Regions from separate parts of the Sus scrofa genome. Here region 2 is linked to region 1. The links are chromatin contacts, called in public HiChIP or PLAC-seq maps. All regions are on one chromosome and are shown on one strand. The core of a region is the stretch at or near the end of the contact, and the rest is flanking DNA. Distances in the headings are between cores, read along the strand shown. Region 1 overlaps TLN2 (talin-2). Region 2 holds the start of TLN2 (talin-2).

Region 1 (6,373 bases), core at 2,445-4,944:
GTTCAATCAGGAGGGACTTGCTTTCATTGGAAAGTGTGTTGGAGAATCCCTCTTGTGGCGCAGTGGAAACGAATCCAACTAGGAACCATGAGGTCGTGGGTTCAACCCCCAGCCTCGTTCAGTTGGGTTAAGAATCCAGTGTTGCCATGAGCTGTGGTGTACGTTGCAGATGCAGCTTGGATCTGGTGTTGCTGTGGCTGTGGTGTAGGCCAGTGGCTACAGCTCTCATGATTAGACCCCTAGCCTGGGAACCTCCGTATGCCGTGGGTGTGGCCCTAAAAAGACAAAAAACACAAAAAAAGAAAGGAAAAAAAGTCATTTGGGGAGTTTCCACTGTGGCTCAGCGGGTTAAGAATCTGAATAGTATCCATGAGGGTTGGGGTTCGATCCCTGTCCTCGCTCAGTGGGTTAAGGATCCAGTTTTGCCATGAGTTGTAGTGTAGGTGGTAGATGTGGTTTGGATCCTGAGTTGCTGTGTCTCTGGTGTAGGCCAGCAGCTGTGACTCCAATTCAACCCCTAGCCTGGGAATTTCCATATGATGCAGGTGTGTGTGGCCCTAAGAAGGCAAAAAATAGTTTTTAAAAATAATTTCACAGGTGAGGTCAGTGGGTGATCCTGGGGGCTGCATTACTGTACTGGAAAACATCTCACCAGGTGTTGGGCTATTGGATAACCTCTTCAATTTGCCTGAAGAAATGTTTTAAAATGTGCTCCTGGGTTGGTGACTCTTTCTTGGAGAGCCAGGATGGCCACAGCCTGCCTGTGTCTGAATATACTTCACAGGCATTCGAGGTATGTCCTGGTGTCAAATGATCCCCAACACCTGGTGAGATGTTTTCCACAAAACTTTTTTGCTAGGAGGATCTTTTTTTTCCCCCCCAAAGTTGAGTTCTTTTTATGGATAAATATTTCTTTTCCATTGGAGTTTCTGGAGGGCATGAACAATTGTTAAAAGAAATTTGGCAAAACCATTCAAGGAATTAATAGACTCTGGAGAGAGCTGTGTAGAGGTTGCTGTTAAACAGAGTAGAGATCTGTTGATGGAATATAGTGGAGTTTTAAGTCATTGATGATTAAATGGCTAGTAAAAGAGAAGATTTGATCTTTGCTACTAGTGCCTGTTAGGGGAGAATTACAGACATGCCATGCTAACTTTATGGAGGATTCTAGGACTAACTTGACATTTTTTTTTTTCTTCTGGGTCTACATTTATATTTGCAGTGTGATCTTTTTGCTCTCAGTGACATTATTTTACTTATTACAAAAAATGAAATAGAGAAATGGCTAGGTGGGACTTGAAACCAGGCTTCCTTTAAGCCAACACATTGAAATTGAGAAAAAGGCAGTACAAAAATCCAAGTGATGAAGTGTGGTGTGCTAAAATTTGCTGTTCCTTTTAACATTCTTTCCTCAAATTCTTTCAAAATTACAGTTCAGGTGAGAGGAAGAGGAATGAATGTCCAAATGGATGGTAGTCATAGGTGTTTTTTTTTGTTTTTTTTTTTCTTTTTTTTCATGGTAAAATGAGTGCTCCAGGACTCTGCTGGCTGAAATGGCTCCATGGACCACACCAGGGAGCCAGATGGTGGTGGTTTCTCTCGTGCTCAGTATATAGGGAGGTGTGTTGTTGTGGCTGGCCTCCATACCGCAAAGCAGGGGACATCTTTGCTGTGGTTTACATGGGGATCTAACTGGGCAAGGGCCGTTCGACGTGTCCTGGGACTTGTGGTGCTGAAACACAGCCAGGCTCATAGCAGGCAAACCTAAGACCAGGCAAGGGGAGGAAGATGCTGTTCAACAAAGTGTCCTTAGACATGGCTAAGAAAGACCTGGGATTTCTGCTGTGGCTGTCCAAGGCTCCACCAGTACTCCCTTGGACTTGGGCACAAAGTAAAATTCCTTCGTGGGGGAGGTGCTGTTTGGAAAGGAATTTGTTCCTCAACTGAGTCACTTTGTCCTGCTATTGAACATGCATAGTCATCTTGAGCAGTTCAAGATGCAGAAGAAAGATAGCATTGTTTCAGGACAGTTCTCACAGGCTGTTCTTGGCCATCTTTTCTGGATGTGCAGGCCCTGCCACGGTCCATATGTCAACACGATTTTCATCTTTGGAATCGGGGAACCTGAGGGGACTTGCCATTTGGCCAGAGCACTGCTGTTCCTCACTAACAGTGCCACTGAAAATGGCATTTTTGGGTCCATTTGGGAGTTTAGAAATATTCCACTTAGAGGTGCAATGTGCCATGGGCATATTGAGACTGTTCCAGGGAGCATGGGCCGTGATCTTTTTCAAAAGGCTGAGAGAACTGGGATAGGTAAGCACCCTCCACGTCTTGTTGAAGAAAAGGAGATTTGTCTCTACTCCTTTTGCTTCCATTTGGCCCAGGGATATGGGTTGGGCCATCTCTTGGCGCATTCGGGGCTATACAAAGTCCCTTTTGTTCCCCTTCCTCCTGAGCCGGTCACATGTGTCTCTTGGCCTGGGGTTGTCAAACATGCCTTTGGCTGAGGCCAAGGGGAAGGCCAGGGTGGACATCCATGACTGGCCATTGAGAACTTCCGTCAGTTCTGTCCCTGCTGGGCTTGAACTGAGGGGGCCACACTTCCATGAGGTTGCTTGGATACCACCCTCAGTTTTTTGATTGGCTCTCCCCTGAATGAAGCTTGTGCTTCCACTGCCCTGGGAAAAACCTTAATTCTTGGCTAGAGCTTTTCATGGTGTGGTCACCCTCTGAATTGTAAGGCCACCTGCTCTGGTGCAGCATATCTAAGTGGCAGAATGACTGCAAGTTGTCCTTGGGAAGGAATAGACACAATGAAAGGAATCCAGCCACACTGGCCTGCGTTGCCCTCTGGAAGTGGCTCTTTTCTTTAATTACACCTAGTTAGACCTGCAGGATTTTAAAGTGGTGAATGATTTTATACTGTACCTAATGGAAGTCTCACTGATCATTCCTTGTTTATTTTCTAAAGATCTATTTTGAGGAATCTTATAACTGATTTCGGAGAAGATGATTTCCAAGGTAGATAACTAATAAATGGGTCTCATGTCCATGAAGGGTTAGTACTAAGATACTAGCTGAAAAGCAGCGAAGCATGATTTGGACACAGTAGCCCCAGTGGGTACAGACAGCATGGCATGTAGCATGGCTTTGTGGTCTGTATTGCTTTCTTTGTCCTAGGCCTCTGATGGGCCCAGTGGGAGGCCTGGTGACAGGTGACTGTGCCTTCAGGAATAGGGCGGTCTAATGCATGAATTGGAAGATATCATCACAGCTTTCCTCAGCTGCAGGAGTCTTTTCAGAACTTGGGGTCTATTCCTTTTGACAAGGCTGCTTATTTCCTACTTAGCGTCTTTTAAAAACAAGCCTTGTTTTTCTTGGAAACGATATTGTAGCTTGAATTTTCTGAATTTGACAGATTTTCTTAAGTGCCTTTAAAACATGGAGTTGCCAAAAAAGAATGCTTGGATTGCTGGCTTCCCTTCAGAGGATGTAAATTGAGCTTTTAGGCTTTGAAGTTTCTGAGGAAGGTTGTCTTTGTGACATAATGGGAAAAGCTGTGGGTAGGGGGGTCAGCCAGGATGGCAAGCCTGTGCTGCCAACTGGTGCCTGACCTTGGACAAGTCATTCCAGGCTCTGGGCATCAGGTTCACTGCAGTAAGCACTGGGCCTATGATAGCTGGGCTCTCCTGAAAGGGCCAATATCAGAGAGGGATCCTCTGCATTCTGGACTTTAAAGTTGGTTATCACAACTCTATTGATCCATAAAGATGCATGTTGTGTCATCTGTTGCTTGGCTTCTGGCCCAGCTCTGGGACAAGGGAGAGGGACGAAATCTTTGGCTCAGGATCCAGGTTTGGAGATGGAATTGGGAAATGTGAACACAAAGGCCGGCTGTGAGAACTGCCACTTGGCAAAATGGCAAGTCAGCGTGAAATGTAAAGGCTGGGTGATAAATGGTCTTGGACCCTGCTTTCCTGTCACCTGCCTCCCTTCCTTCTGGATTCCTGGTAACAACTTTGAGGCTAATCTTTGCATTTTAGGTGTCATTAAGCCTAGAGGAGAGTTGGAGGAAAACAGTTTTGTAAAGCTCGGGTAGTTTTCACTTTACAGCTTTGTTTGCTGTCTTGTAAGCTGTTTCTCTATTAGCTGCCTGCTCTTCCAAGGCCACATGCTTCATACCTTAAGACCTGGCCACATTCATCGAGAATGCCTGGATTTACGTGGCCAGTTTTGGAGCTCTGCTGAAACAGAGTTGAAAAATTCCCTCGGTAGTCATTTAAAGAGTTTTATTTTTATTAATTTCAGAAGTAATGTGTTTACTGTAGATAATCTGTGAGGTGTGGAAAAAAAAAAGTAAAAATTACCCACTTGGAGGAGTTCCCATTGTTGCGTAGTGGAAACAAATCCGACTGGGAACCTTGAGGTTGCGGGTTCGATCCTTGGCCTCGCTGAGTGGGTTAAGAATCCTGCGTTGCCATGAGCAGTGGTGTAGGTTGCAGACGCAGCTCGGATCTGGCGTTGCTGTGGCTGTGGTGTAGACCGGCAGCTGTAGCTCCGATTAGACCCCTGACCTGGGAACATCCATATGCCGTGGGTGTGGCATTAAAAAGCAAAAACAAAACAAAACAACAACAACAAAATCACCCACTTGGAGTGAAACAAACAAACATGCTGACCTTCCTCAGAATGACCCTGAATTCTATGCGTGTAGCTTTGAGATCTGAACTAACCGTCCCCAGGCACCTGGCATCATCAAGGACCTATGGCATATCTTGATGTAACATATGGTTGGTATTTATCCTGTTCTGAACTTGAGTCCTCCACTTACTGCAATATAGAACACTGATGTTGTCTACTTAACCCCAAAGTGCTTTTTTGACATCCAGAGTTTTCTTAAGTAACTAGTGGATTTACTTATGCCACCACCTTCTAAAGGTCAGTAGGCAAGTGATTTTCTGGCTGTGGACTGAGAAGGAAAACACAGTGCCCACCCTCCCCCTTTGCTTTTCCCTTCCTGGAAATTCCCAGGCTTCCTAGTGGCCATTCGGGTGCCCTTGGCCCTGCTCTGTGGAGCTCCCATAGCGTGCCCTGCCCATTTCCTCTCCTGGCTCTTCTCCATCTGAGGTCTTTCTAGAAGTTTTTTCCTGTTCCGAATTTATTTTCCTCTTTTATTGGCCCCTTCCCCTCCTCCTCTGTCCTGTGAGCTCTTTGTCTGAAGGCGTGGTAGAGTAAGAAAGCCTCACTTGGCTTCTAGAAGTAGGTGGCTGTCCTATGGTGGGGCTCACACCACTTCCCCAGTTGTTCTCTCTCTTGACAACCCTCCCTTTGATTTGTAGTTGTCAGCCAACTGTACAGTATCTAAGACTTGAGAATCTGAATTGGGGAAAATGAGTACCTGGGCTTTGTTGCCACATCTGCCTGTTGTCTGATAATTACAATTTTGAGCCTTTATTTATCCATCACTATAACTCATTGTGTGTAAAGCTTGTGAAGGAATTGTGTAAAGTTGTAAATTTGCAGGGATTTTCTGTATTCCAACTGTTCTTTCTTTCCTGGCAGACAAGGTAGTAGTTGAAGATTTTATGTTTTTGCTTAATTCTGATAGTCCTGCAAGTAAATGGAGATAGGTCCCTTGTTTAGGAATTGGAAGACTTAACATAAAGATATACCCTCCCCTCAAAAGACAATCTTTTCAGCAAGTGGTGCTGGGAAAATTGGACAGCCGTATGTAAATCAGTGAAACTGGAACACACCCCACACCATGCACAAAAATAAACTAAAAATGGCTTAAAAACTTAAACATAAGACACCATCAAACTCCTAGAGGCAAAACATTCTCTGACATCAACCTTACAAATATTTGCTCAGGTTACTTTCCTAAGGCAACAGAAATAAAAGCAAAAATAAACCAATTGGAACTAATCACTCTGACAAGCTTTTTCATAGCAAAGGAAACTATAAAAAAAGAGAACTTACAGAATGGGAGAAAATAGTTTCAAATGATGCAACAGACAAGAACTTAATCTCTAAAATATATAAACAACTTACACAACTCAACAACAAAAGAGCCAACAACCCAGCTGAAAACTGGGCAAAAGGCCTGAATAGACATTTCTCCAAAGAAGATATACAGATGGCCAACAGGCACATGAAAAAATGCTCAACATCACTGATCATTAGAGAAATGCAAATCGAAACTACTATAAGGTACTACCTCACACCTGTCAGAATGGCCATCATTAATAAGTCCACAAATAACAAATGCTAGAGGGGGTGAGGAGAAAAGGGAACCCTCCTAACACTGTTGGTGGGAATGTAAATTGGGTACAACCAGTGTGGAAAACAGCATGGGAGGTACCTCAGAAAA
Region 2 (6,373 bases), core at 2,305-4,804, 120 kb before region 1:
GGACATAATTGGGTTTGCTCTGGTGTATACATATGTCAACAGGAAGTCAGCAGGTTAAGGCTGACAGACAAAGGGGTAGAGTAGAACTACTTCTTAGCATCTGGTTCCTTAGCACCAAGCAAGCCTGGTTTGGTCCTCATAGATGTAGCTCATGGAAAAAAATAGGTTTTAGTTCCAGATATATTTATAAGTGACTTGCAAGCTATGTCTTTGATTTACTTCCTCCAATGCTGCACTTTTCTTTCACACAGAAGGTGTATTTTTTCAATTCCTAATGATCTGCTTGTCAGGAATTGGGACGATATAAAGCCTTGGTAAATTGCATAATAGAATGAGTTTTATAGCAGGCCATAGATGCTCTAAGATCAACTGCCACCATGTTTTACTCTGCTGGGTGGAGACAAAGCCCAAGAAGGTGAACTTGCTAGGTCAGATTTTTTTTGCTGATCTATAATGAATTATGATCACTGTGACTAGTAAAGAGAGAGACTACTAATAGCTGACTCGTAATTTAGAAATAACTGCGTCTTAGGTCTAGAGGAGGAGTCTCAACTTCAGAGCAGTTACTATAACTGGTAAAATCTATTTTACTTCTACCGAGCAAGCTGTTGAAAAATATTCTGCTAGGCAACAGAATGGTTACAGATTTTTTTCTTTCTAAAGAAATAGTAGGAGTTCCTGTAGCGGCACAGTGGAAATGCATCTGACTAGGAACCATGAGGTTGTGGGTTAAATTCCTGGCCTCCCTCAGTGGGTTAAGCTCATTGCCGTGAGCTGTGGTATAGGTCACAGACGCTGCTCAGATCTGGTGTTGCTGTGGCTATGGTATAGGCTGGCGGCTCCAGCTCCAATTAGACCCCTAGCCTGGGAACCTCCATATGCCGTGGGTGCGGCCCTAAAAAAGCAAAAAATAAACAAATAAATAAATTAAATAAAATAAAAATAAATTAATAAAATTTAAAAATAGAAATAGTAAATGGCTTTGAGGCCTTAAGAGTGGTTGGAGAAACTGAGACACTATAAAAATAGATGAACTGTCCTAAGTCAGTTAGTTAGAAGCAAAGAATTCTAGGACTGATGTTCTCATTGGGGAAAAGCATTCGATTCAGCTTAGAGCACCACAAAATAGTGCTAATTGGATACATAATGGGCAGATATTCAGACATCTGCACCTCATTGCTCTGAATGTCTCACATTTAGCTGTTATTTTGAAAAGAGTAAAATTATTACACTAAACCATGCCTATAACTCTACAAGATGTTAGTAACCCAGGACCCAGCTAGATACTTGAGAGTCTAACAAGAGATGAGTTTTCAAATATCTTGGGAACTAGCCAAGTAGACAGTGAACAAATATGCTAAGTATTTATTGTACATCTACTATGTGCCAGTCCTATTTTAGGCACAGAGGTGCAGATACGATCCTTGCTTTCATGGAGCTTGCTTTCTAACATTAAATGTCCTCTCATTGGCAGGCAGCAGAACAGTATGGTATACTTTGAGAAGGGTGAATTAGTGATTGAAAATCTTACAATCCTTGGGGTAAAAAACTGATTTTGAGATGCTTGATGGAAAATCATTGGGCCCTGTGAACTGAGGACAAAGTGGAAGGGAAAGTTACTCTAGTTGCAATCAGTTCAGTTCTTCTCTTCATCTTGAAGACCTTCTTACATAAAGCTGTCATTTAAGCTATAAAAATATGGTTGCTCCTTTTCAGTAAACCAAGGAACAATATGGGTGGCATTAATGAGCTTATTACCAATTTTTTTTTTTTGGTCTTTTTTTAGGGCTGCACCTGTGGCACGTGGAAGTTCCCAGGCTAGGGGTCTAATTGGTGCTGTAGCTGCCGACCTACACCACAGCCACAGCAACATGGGATCCGAGTCGCGTCTGCAACCTACACTATAGCTCACGGCAATGCCAGATCCTTAACCCACTGAGCGAGGGCCAGGGATCAAACCTACATCCTCATGGATGCTAGTCGGGTTCATTAACCACTGAACCACGATGGGAACTCCACCAATTTCTTATAGAAAGCAGTAAACGGAGTTCCCTTTGTGGCATAGTGGAAACGAATCTGACTAGGAACCATGAGGTTGTGGGTTTGATCCCTGGTGTTGCTCAGTGGGTTAAGGATCTGGTGTTCCTGTGAGCTGTGGTGTAGGTCGAAGATGCGGCTCAGTCCTGCGTTGCTGTGGCTGTGGCTGTAGCATAGGCCAGCCGCTGCGGCTCCGATTAGACCCCTAGCCTGTGAATCTCCACATGCCATGGGTACAGCCCTAAAAAGCAAAAAAAAAAAAAAAAAAAAAAAAAAAAAAAAAGCAGTAAACAGTTATTTTTTAATCATGCCCTGAGGTGGCTTCCTGCCACCACCAGTTACTGTTAGACTGGTGAATGTTTAAAAGATGTGATGAACAGAACCCCTTTTCCTGTGCAATTAGAAGCAGCCTGTGGGAGTTCCCGCTGTGGCTCAGTGGTAGTGAATCTGACTAGTAACCATGAGGATGTGGGTTCAATCCCTGGCCTTGCTCAGTGGGTTAAGGATCTGGCATTGCTGTGAGCTGTGGTGTAGGTCACAAAGAGGCTCGGATCTGGTGTTGCTATGGCTGTGGTGTAGGTCTGCAGCTACAGCTCTGATTTGACTCCCAGCCCAGAAACTTCAATATGCTGAGGGTGCAGCCCTAAAAAGACAAAAGGAAAAAAAAAAAAAAAGAAAAAAGAAAAAGCAGCCTGTGCCCTCCAACTTTAAAACTTTCTCAGATTGCCAGTTAATTGGTTCTGTGACTGTGCTTTTTGATTTATAAAGTTTATTCCCTGCAATAAGTTACACTTACTGTCCACTAATGGTGTAAAGATCTCTATGGTTGTGATAAAATCAAGTCCATTTACCTGGAGGAGAACATGCTATTGTTTGTATAGAGTGTCCAGCCTTATCCAATGTCCCAGTGGACTACTTCAAGATAGTTTCAATTTACATTATCTCCAATTCATAGAAACAACAATTTCATGCTCTGAGAAACACTAAAAAGTTGTAGCAGTTTAATTTGTGAGTAACCGAAGAGATGTGCTACCTATTTTGGGGGGAAAGGGGTTCATCCTGGTCATCTTATACTAGGATTGAAAAAAAAATACGACCTCTCATTGTATTACAATTTTTTCTTGAATTACAAAAGCAACGTGTCCCTTACAGAAAAATCAGAAACTAGAACTAAGCAGAAAAAGAAAAATCACCTACAACCTTACAAAAATCTAGATGTTAATGGTCTTAGTGTTTATGGGTCCAGTCTTTTCTGCTTCTCTTCACACATCATAGTTTTAAAAATGGGATCATATGGTACACAGTGTTTTGTGATTTGTCTCCCGGTCTCCTTAATAACTTCAAATTGTTTCAGGCCATCCTACAACACTTCCTAATGGCTGTGTAAATCAAAGAGGTATGTAATTGACTTTATTTAAGGGCACAGTAGGCAGGAGGAAAATTTCTTCTTATGAATTTCATAGATTATGCCCCTCATTCCTAAAGCCGGTCTCTAAATCACTAAATGACCTCTGCCCAGGTGTCGACGTGTGTAACACGTGAGAAGAAGGACGATTCCGCTTAGGGTTCCCGCTGAAAGCTTCGCAATAGGACGCCACAGCCCATGAGGATCCTCCCGTCGGAACCGCACCTCGCTTCCTCCAGAGGTAGGCTAGCGGCCCTGGGAAGCGCTCTGCGGACCCAGGGGCCCCATTCCCCGAGACGGTGCATCCCTCTCCCCCTTACAAAGCAGAGCCCGAGTTTTGCGACAGTTAGGCCGGCGCGTCCCTTAGGCTCGCGGACCCTCTTAAGACCGGATGGCGGGCTAGAGACCCAGGAGGGGACCCAGGGCGCCCGAGCCGGCCCAACTCCGGTGCCGCGCTGCGCCGCGACCGGACCGGAGCCGCGCGGGGCCGCGCCGTCCCCGAGTGATGACGCGCTTCCTGCCCTCCCGGCGCTCCCGGGCCGTGCGCTCGCGCTCGCCCTCGGCTCTTGTTCCGCGCCTGGAGCCAGCGGCGGCGGCAGCGGCTGAGGCGGCTGCGGGAGCAGAGCGGTCGCCGGGCGCGCGGGGGGACGCCGGCTGCACTCCCGGGCAGGCGCTCTGCAATGAGACAGTAAATGCATTCCCCGGTAAGGCGCACGGCTCACTCGGGTTTTCCTCTTCCTCCACCTGCATGCATGTTGCATGAATTTCTCGTGTCTTTTCCCTCCCATCTACAGAAGGAAAATGTGGGTGGTTTACCCCTTCCTTTTGCATCTCGTGAGTGATAGCAATGCAGAAAAAACCCCTTAAAGCTCTCAGGTTTGATGTTTTAGGAGGGCTTTTTGCAGGAAAATAAAAATAAAATAAAATTAATGCACCTGTCTATTGCACATTATGTTTCACTGCACTGGACCTGGGCGCCGCGGTTTGCAAACAGCCTCGTAGCCGGCGAGCAGATACCTAGCTGTGAGCAGCCGGTCCCCTCCGGGGCTCCCGCTAGGTTTCCGGTAACTGGGCTTTGAAAAGCGGCCCCGCCTGCACGCAGTGTCCCCTCGGCCCCGGCCGGGCCCCCGCGCCGGGAGAGTTGGCGCGGGCGGAGCGGCTTCATTCCAGCACTGGTCGCCCCGACTCTAGCGCCACTTTGCAAACAAGTCTCCAGCCAGGCTCCAAGCAAGACTGCCGGCTGGTGCGGAGCTCTTTTCCCAGTCCCGGACTCTCAGACCTGCTGATTCCACGACTCCCCTTTACTTGGCATTCTCGCCGCAAGCAAACTGCTGGCTGCTGAGGGACCAGGAGCGAGGGGAGGATTGGGATTGAGTGCCGCTGGCCTCGCGTTGGACGAGGGGCACCCTCCCCTACTTCGGCCTCAGGAGCTGAAATTTCGCGCCTGCCGGGAGCCAGGGGTCCTGGAGCCTGGCATTTCGAGATCCCCCGAGGGGACCGAGGAGCGACATTCGAGGGCGCCATATTTTCAGTGGGTCTTGGCTACGGAGGGGAGGGGGCGAACAGTTGGTGGGCCCCGGGGAGAGCGCGGCGTCCCCGCCGGAGAGGCTGGAGCGGTTTTCGCCCAGAAAGTTTGCGCGCCCAGGCCGGCACGGAGGCAGCCCCGTGGGGCGCGCACGGCGCCTGTCCCCGCAAGGGCGCGCGGGCTGCAGCGCGTCGTCAGGCCAGCTGGCCGGCATTGAGGGCCGAGAGCCGCCGTCGGGGACTGCGCGCTAGGCTCGCCTCCTTCCCGGGTCCCGCCGGCGCAAGGAACACGCCCCTCTCCTGCCGCCGCGGCCACCCGGGCGCTCCACCCGAGCCGTGCGCTTGGACGCGTCCCCCGGCAGGGTGCGGGTGTGGAGCGTTTTGCCGGCGTCGGGATCTGCCTGGGCGCCCCCCAGGGCGCGGGTGCTCACTCCCTGCGGAGACGAGGCGCCCGGGTTATCGTGTTAGGGCGGACGGCCTAGGGTGCGGTGGCTCCGGGGCCGAAGACCAGCCCGAGACTCCTCGCCTCCCTGGCTGCGGCGGCGACAGTGGCAGCGGCGGCGCCGGCGGCTGCGTGCCCGCCTCTTGCCGCGGTGCCAGCTCTCGGAGGCGAGGTAAGGGGGGCGTTTCCAGAAGTTGGGGCTTCAGGTGACGCATGGGGAAACTTGGATTTTTGCTGCCTGGGAAGAGCCCAGGAGACTTGGGGAAAGGAAGTTGATTCAGATTCCCCGTGTCTCGCTCGTGGTGAAAAACCTCTGGCTATTCCCAGAAGATAGGAAAGGAATGAGCTGAGGAGTTGGCGTGGTCCACGACAGAGTGAGAGATAGGAGATAGGGATGATGTTCTGGAGCATTGGATCCCCAAATATACATCAATTGCGAGCACCCTGATGCTCTAAGTATCACTTTAGTTTGTGGTAGTACCTGAGGGTGCTGAGCAGTGACTTTCTTCAGGTTGCGCGCTCCCCTCTCTTCTACAGAGTTCTCTTAGGAGTGGGGCGGTGGGGAATCTTTACTTTTGAAAGAGACTGATCTCTGCTTTGTGAAAGGGCAGGGCAAGGGCGTGTTTGCTGACCTACAGTTCGCTGGCAGGAACGTGTCAGCCTCTCTCCTTGGCGTTTTACTGAAATGATGCCATAGTATTGAGGTCATGTCAGCACTTTAGGGCTTCATCATTGGAGAGGCTTCAAGGGATCACTGAAGGGGATGTGGGGGAGGAGGGGTAGGTTTTCATCTCAGAGATGTGCCCTGTGATGTCAGGGATTAGGCTGCCCTTGAGTCTGTTTTTCTAAGTGCCTCCAGTGAGAATGTCAACCGTTGAATTGCTAAGATTTTTATCTTCCTTGTTGGCTGATTTCAGATATCTATGCAAAAACCCAAGAGGGGCAGCGGATGTGACAAGACAAAT

Evidence for each region. HiChIP or PLAC-seq counts read pairs in DNA pulled down with a chosen protein or histone mark.
Region 2: an H3K27ac HiChIP or PLAC-seq map of skeletal muscle shows a contact between it and region 1, with 4 times the contacts expected there. The contact joins the promoter of TLN2 here to the enhancer-like site in region 1. A contact is called at or near these places in 1 of 5 promoter capture datasets (liver), 5 of 47 Hi-C or Micro-C datasets (embryonic fibroblasts, heart right ventricle, liver and 1 more) and 1 of 2 datasets of contacts at active chromatin or transcription factors (skeletal muscle).

Annotation. Positions count from the first base shown.
Region 1 is chr1:109,558,287-109,564,659 of Sscrofa11.1, reverse strand. All of the region lies in intron 2 of TLN2 (talin-2), which reads left to right. Among named protein-coding and RNA genes, the nearest start is that of TLN2, 120 kb to the left of the region's middle. Within about 2 kb of position 3,694, at least 14 of the 83 cell types and tissues checked have an H3K27ac peak or open chromatin away from gene starts, as enhancers often do. A contact at or near this core is called in retroperitoneal adipose tissue and skeletal muscle, where this site is marked.
Region 2 is chr1:109,677,844-109,684,216 of Sscrofa11.1, reverse strand. It overlaps TLN2 (talin-2), which reads left to right and starts at 3,554. Exons shown (of 59, transcript XM_021094283.1): 1 at 3,554-3,683.